Regions from separate parts of the Siniperca chuatsi genome. Here region 1 is linked to region 2. A link is a contact called in public Hi-C data. All regions are on one chromosome and are shown on one strand. Each heading gives the region's core, a stretch centred on a gene start, on an enhancer-like site or on the middle of the called end of the contact. The rest is flanking DNA. Distances are from core to core; before and after follow the strand shown.

What was found. Hi-C and Micro-C count contacts between places; a contact is called where the count stands out from the background.
Region 1: a Hi-C map of liver shows a contact between it and region 2, with 1.7 times the contacts expected there. The contact joins the promoter of LOC122871793 here to the enhancer-like site in region 2. A contact is called at or near these places in 2 of 3 Hi-C or Micro-C datasets (liver and skeletal muscle).

The regions. Positions count from the first base shown.
Region 1 is chrLG24:3,391,929-3,395,591 of ASM2008510v1, reverse strand. LOC122871793 (aryl hydrocarbon receptor-like) reads left to right here and starts at 1,944. Exons shown (of 11, transcript XM_044187179.1): 1 at 1,944-2,484. The coding sequence starts at 2,426.
Region 2 is chrLG24:3,327,578-3,331,142 of ASM2008510v1, reverse strand. The region is part of intron 2 of LOC122871793 (aryl hydrocarbon receptor-like); the gene reads left to right. Among protein-coding and RNA genes, the nearest start is that of LOC122872333, 29 kb to the right of the region's middle. Within about 2 kb of position 1,327, the one cell type or tissue checked has an H3K27ac peak away from gene starts, as active enhancers do. A contact at or near this core is called in liver, where this site is marked.

The sequences.
Region 1 (3,663 bases), core at 695-3,194, 64 kb before region 2:
GTGGTAAACAGGTAAAGTTCCCTCACACCTGAGAATATCAGAATCAGAATCAGAAATACTTTATTGATCCCCGAAGGGAAACTCTTTATTACAGCAGCTCGCCTTTACGTCAGTGCACACAGGAGAAAGTAAGCAAACAATATGATACACTATAAAACTATAAAAACTGTAAACACTATAAAAACAGGTCAGAAAATAAATTTAGTACCAGGTGGGTATAAGTATAAGATAAACTAAGTGTCAAGTACCAAGTGGGTTTACCGGGTGATGATGATAGTAAAGTATAGTAATACAATGTAACAAATGAGTAATAAGTAATGAGCAGAGGTGCATGTACTGTCGAGAGTAATGGAGGTATATAATATCGATAACAATAAATAAGAAAAACTAACATGGCAAAACTAATATTGCACGGGAGTAATACACAGAATATTGCACAATTTTCAATGATGGAAGATGGAGATGTAATGATCAATGTCCAGTTTAGTGACTTAGGGTCATACAGACTGACACTTAGAGGGAGGAGTTAAATAGTTTGATGGCCACAGGCAGGAATGACTTCCTGTGGCGCTCTGTGGTGCTTTTTGGTGGGATGTGTCCACACTCGGCCAGCTAAAATGAAAAAGCATGTTTTTGTCTCCGTTTTGGCCGTCAGTCCACACTGTGCTGCCATTTTTCACGCCAGAAAACTGAGCTTTGCCGTTGCGCCCTCTTTGCTTTGTGTAGATACCCTGTTGCCCCCAAGTTCACGTTGAGTACAGTGCAAACGGCCGATAAAGGGCAGCTTTATTACAAGGCCAGAAACCAAGAGACCAACCAGTAGTCCGATACTAGAATACTACCCCTAAAACACAACTTTATTGAGGAATAGAAACTGAAATAACAAAGCGCTAACAACTACATTTGTTCAGGAGGGCCCTTCTTCACAACAGGGCCTAAAGATAAAGTACCCACCTTTAGTTGATATTGTACTTTTAGTGTCGCAAGTTCCCAAACAAATTTGCAATTAATCAAGCCACCAAAACAAGGTGCAACCAGCTGTCATGCCGGACAACTGGCTAATAATATACCACATCCATAAAACTTCTATCATCTGTAATTAACTGTGATTAACAACACGTCTTGGCTGTTAAAGTAAAGAAACTGAAGCTTTCACACCTGACACCTTATTGGACACGTGAGAAGGTTTACTGGTTCCCAGTAAAGGGATTGGGGGACACTGGGTTCTCTAAGAATAAACCAGTGGTGTCGTCCTAATTCAGGCTAAAAGGACGCTGCACTTCTTGAAGACTGTGGGACATGTCATGAAATATCACAAGAGACTTTATTTGAATTTATTGCAGTGTTTATAAATGTACATGGAATGATTAATAGTATGGTAAATGTATTTATTTATTTAAATTTATTGGAAACGTAAATAGATTAATCCATATTATAGTAAATGTGTTATATTTGTAAATGCAAATAGACTTATTAATACCGTAGTAAATGTATTTATTTAAGTATCTGAATTTATTGTTTTTAATGTAAATAGATTAATCAATATTATTGTCAATGTATTTATTGATTTATTCATTTGAATTTATTGTAAATGTGTAAATGTAAATAGATTAAACAATATTATAGTCAGTGTATTTATTGATTTATTTGTAAACAGATGTATTAATGCTACAGTAAATCTATTATTATTATTATTATTTATTATTATTGATAAGCTATTTTATATGCAAATATAATCTAAAATCATTTAATACTGTAATCTAATAGGATGACAATTTAAAAAATCCTCCTTAAGGTCTGCCCGGATGGAATGCAGTTTTCCAGTCATTCCTCGCCTGCGGTGTCAGTCTCAGTTGGCCCACATTCGGACCACCTTAAATATTTCTGCTCTCGCGTTACAGCGACACACACACACACACACACGCTCAAACCGCAACGGGAGCGCGCGGCGGCAGCAGCAGCAGCAGCAGCAGAAGCCCTGTCAAATCACAACGGGGGAGGCGCACAGGCAGAGCACTTACATAAAGATCCTCCGAGGACTTTTTAGGCTCCTTTTAACGTCTAAAAGTCACGGTATTCGCCGTGATCCGGTGTGGAAATACGTAAACGTCGGGATTATGGAAAGTTGCGATAGTTTGCTAACGTCTGCCGGGCGTTTGGAGTAGCTAAAGACAACAAAAAGTCGTTATTTTTCGCCCCAGCTCAGATGCGCACGAGTAACGTTACGCTAAAGCAGCAGAGGACGGACGTTACGGGGATTTTACCGTCATTTTTCCGCTTTATATAGTCGTTTTCTTTCAAGGGATGTGATTCTTGAGAACACGTTTGGACCTGTTAACGTGTAACGTTACATAAAGCCCGGGATAAAGCCACTTATTTTTACATTTTGTTTTTTTTTTTAAACTTTGTTTGCTCTGAAGTCAGCATGCTGGCGAACACGGCGCTTTATGCGGCGAAGAAACGGAAGAAGCCGGTCCAGAAAATGTAAGTCAACAACCATAAACACGCTCAAATCCCTGTAATGTTCCGGTAATATCCCTACAGTATCTGTGTGTCTAAGAAGCGGGTATACAATGCTTTTATTGTACTTTATGATCCCCATGGTATGTCTGTAAAATTCACGTGATATTCCTGAATGCACCTTGAGTGTGTTTGTTGTACTTATACTGCAATACTTTTGTAATACTGCCTTTACAGAAACTTTGCTGTGGTGCAGCAGTGGCTTTATAATGACCATGACACATTTAACTTATGCATGATGCTTTTTTTAATGGAAATATAACGACTTTTTGATGCTTTTATTGCACTAAAACCAGTTTTAATGCATTCACACAGGTAATACTTGCAAGCTTTGCACCTTTATATACACTAAGGTGGTTACAGCTGTGCAAACATCTCCAGAACAGTCAGTCAGTATGAATTACAGCCTGTGTTACATGGTAATAAGAGTGTAGTAGGTTATAAGTTGCACTCTGTGTTTGCAATAGTAGCTACATTGTCCTTAGTTGAAGCCATAAGGCCATAAAGTCTATTTTCCCTGCTGTGGTTATGCAATGTTGGCCAGCCAGACCAAGGTAATGTGAAGTGCCGAAGTCCAACAACACTGCAAGCCTATCCAGCATGGAAAATAAAGAAAACTGTTGCTTCAGTATTATTTAAATCTAATTATACCATCTGAGACAGCTGGGCTTCCCAGACTGAGTCGTGGAAATGCTCTAAAACTTTAGAAACTCATTTTACTTATTACCTCTGAAGAAGCCCCTTCTGAGTTGAATTGGGATTTATTATTTATACTGAGTTTGTGTTTGAGTGTGCTCTGGAGGCGGGGAGGTTAACAGTGGAGCGAGTGAATCCCCACATCATTCAGATCATCATAACACCTTCGTATGTTTCTATTTTTGACTGAAGCAAATTATTATTTTAAGTGCATCTTGTTTGCTCCTGGATTCCCCTTTGAGGGCCTCAGACCACAGCTTGAGAACCACTGATGCATACGGTAGCACCAGAAAATCATTCTTCACGGTTGTATATACACTAGAAACATGCTCTTTGTACTAGGAGGTAGCCTTTTTGGACTACGTTTTATTTATTCTTTTTTATCACGGTGCTGAAATTGCTCAGTACGGACCTTTAATGGTTCTGTAAGGAACCCTTTATTAACGT
Region 2 (3,565 bases), core at 78-2,577:
AATAGCTCATTGTTGCTGTACTGAGACGCTGAACCACTAAACCAGATCGCCTCCGGCTATGAGTGTGTTATAGGCCCTAACTCTGAGCATGCCCGGACAGACCCCCCCTCCACACACACATAGTCACACACACTTACACCAAAACCACACTAAGGCAACAGTGAAACTGAAGACGTACAAAAATTCTTGCGTCTAGTTCTGAGTATCATACATCTTTACTTAATATTTGTTAACAACCCACACACACCACATATTGTTTGTGTTATGTTTTTGGACCGCTGTTCCTTATTTGCACTTTTAATCATTATTCAGCTAAATGTACAAACGTGTCTCATTTAGTCAAGTCCCATCCTGTCCAGTTTCTGTTTGGACTGCAGAGCATTTTTATCACCGTAAATGTCACATTTTTCAGGTCTAAATTTAGAGCTCCAGTCTCTCATTTGTCACCTGAAATTACAATAGTGTAAGATGATCCTTTGTAAGCGTCGCCTATCATTCCTGAGTTGTGAGGGAATGTTTGTGTGCGGGCAGGTTAACAGAAAAGATGTCAAGCCAGGTGTCATGAGATGTTTTTATTTCAAACACATCTCTATGGCAGGTTTTTTCACTGCTCAGCACACTTTGAGATGAGGAACTAATGTGTGAAATTCCCAGGTGGAGTAAAGAAAACCTTGCTTAAAAAAAGATCCTTATTGGCCCGAATGTAACACCACCCTGATTTTTCCAACAGCTGTTTTTTGAAAAAAGACATTGGTCCTGTTGGGAAAGTTTCCCGAGAGAATCCTCATGCTCGAGGCCTTTTCTCTTGTAAAAAGTGAAACATGAGATGAATTACAATCCCACATTTGTGGGATTTACGTTTGGCTTATAAAAAAATCGATATTTTTAGGCTAAGCCGCGATATATGATATATATCTCGATATACACATTTTCTCTAAAATAACATACCTTAAATTCTCAAATAGTGCAAACATGATGATTGATGCATTGCCGTAGATTAAACTACCCAACAGTATATAAAGCAGTTATAATCAGCTCAAACTTAAACATCTACAGCAGTAAAATGCAACATACACATTAATATTAATCCAGAAACATCAGATATAATTGGAAAACACTGACAGGGAAGAATTTACTGCACACTGAGTACTTGCAGAACTTGTACTTGTAGTGGAGTATTTTCACAGTGCGGTTGGTGTTAGTACTTTTGCTTAAGTAAAGGACCTGAATACTTCTTCCACCTCTGGTTAGCTCACCCACAGCCTGACTGCGCCTGCGTTACCGGACGAGCCTTCCCCTTTAAGGAAGGTGGCCTTGTGGGCAACCAGCGGTGTTGCTGTGAAAGTGAGCCTTCACCTCACGTTACTTCAGTCAGCCATAAAGTGAGAGGATGAGCTCAGGTTGCAGTATAATAGTTACTGGACGGCTGTGTGTTGTGTTTGCTGCCACAGAAAATGAATACGGTTTCACAGAGTTGCTCCAGACTGTGAACAGCTAAAAATCATAAAGTTAGCTGCTAACTAGCTAGCTGTTCACAGTCTGGACCAACTGCTGCACAGAGCAGAAGACGTCGTAGTAACGTTACATAAACAGGGGCTTTTTATTTCTTTTCTGCGCTAGCAAACACAACAAACAGCCTTTCACTAACTATTATACTGCAACCTCAGCTTATCTACACACTTTCTGGCTGACTGAAGTTACGTAACTACCCCTCAGAGGCGACCTGCGGAAACACTGAAAACTCGAATATGACATTAATTAATATTCGTTACTTCTTGTTTCAGTCACCTTTCAAGCAAAAATGACAAATATTTGCTTATTCCAGCTTCTGAAATGTGAGAATTTTCTGCTTTTCTTTGTCATAAACGACAGTAAATGAAATATGTTTGGGTTTTGGACTGATGGATGAAAATGGCTTTGCGGTTAGATAATCCTGGGCATTTAAATCATCACGTTGCCAGCAACTGCTGAACACTTGCCTTTGAGCAGTGCTTTAAGCTGGCAAAAACTGCCCCACTAAAGCTGCTAAATGCCCAAAAGTAAATGTCTGTGGTTGTACTGGGAAGCTCTCAGTTGTTACAAGTAAGAGGCTGTGGCTGTCGTAGGACTCTCCCAGGTGGGATTCTTCATAATACTGGTGATGGGAAGCAGGGCGTTGCTGGGAAAAGAGTGCATGTGCTCAGCTAATCTTTCCTGGGTAAATAAACACACAAAAAGCAGTGCTTGTTTGCACCTACTCAGGCTGTGTTTTAAGTTTTAAACGCTGCTGTAGGGCTGCAAAACAAAAGACGATTCAGTATTTAAATTCACGAAATGTGAGAGTGCATGAAATCGATTGGCGCTGTTGTGTTTTGCCATAAATCATGCTGTAAACGCTGTGCAGAGCATGCCATGGGAGCAGTAAAACATTTGGCATGGCACAGGGGGAAAACTCCCCGAGAGGAGAGGAGAGGGAGCAAAGGAGCATGGGATTAAAAATGAGAAGAAGTCTGTTTTAACATGAAGCTGTTATTTAAGCTCGCATGTTGACACATTTCACAACCCATGATGGGAAATTACCAAAGGTTCAGTATGAGAGCAGGTAAGGTTTGGCTGCGGTGGTGGTGACGGTAGTCGACAGGTAACTATTGGTCACTATTCGTGGCCAGATTTTTTAAAGCCTTTTGCACCTTGTTTTGCATTATTATCAAAACAGGAGTATCGGCTTGGAAGCACAGTTTCCTCTTTTATTCTACAGAAATCTCAATGAGCTTCAACAAGAAGTGATTTGCTTTTGAATGAGATAAGACGAACTTTCCTTTTTGATCATTTTTATTTGTTTGTTTACCTGAGATGATTTATAATAACTTACCAACCAAACATTATGTTTTAAATGTGCCGCGTTGTTGTGGTTCATCAGTGTATTGTTTGTGTTTAATCCTGTATAAATGCAAAACTATAGATAAGAAAGAAAAGACAAAGAGTGAGTGCACAACAAGAATGCACATAAATGTGCCAGAATTACCCAACAGGCTATTTTTTTTAGCTGTAGTCCCTGGGCAGAAGTCACCCGAAAAGAATGTAAAATGAAAACAGGTACTGAAATAGGAAATACAGTACAGTGAGTATGCAGGAAGCTGTGCTGAATTACATGGAAACAAATACACAAGTAAAAACAGAATCCTACAGACAAATCAGTAATTATAAATGAGTACAATATGTTTTTATGCTTTGATTTTGTGCTTTAACTTGAAGGTCAGTGAACTATGAAATCACTGCAGTCAACAGCACTTTAAAAAGGGCTTTTGGCTGCGTCTACTTTACCTCCACCTGCTCACTCTGTATAATTTTTCTAAACTAAATATTCTTTTGTGGGTCATTTTAATCTCTTTTTCATTCCCTTTTATGTTAATTTACTCACTGATATTGCATCAATAATATAACTTTCTGAGCCTGAGCTTGCAGGGTGGCCAAACCTCCAACATGTGTGAAACAAGCGAAATGCTGCTTTGTGGTTGGCAGCACCATTAATCAAACGAAATAAAGCAGGCAGTGTAAAAAGCCGGTGGTGTAAATCAGCACAAGA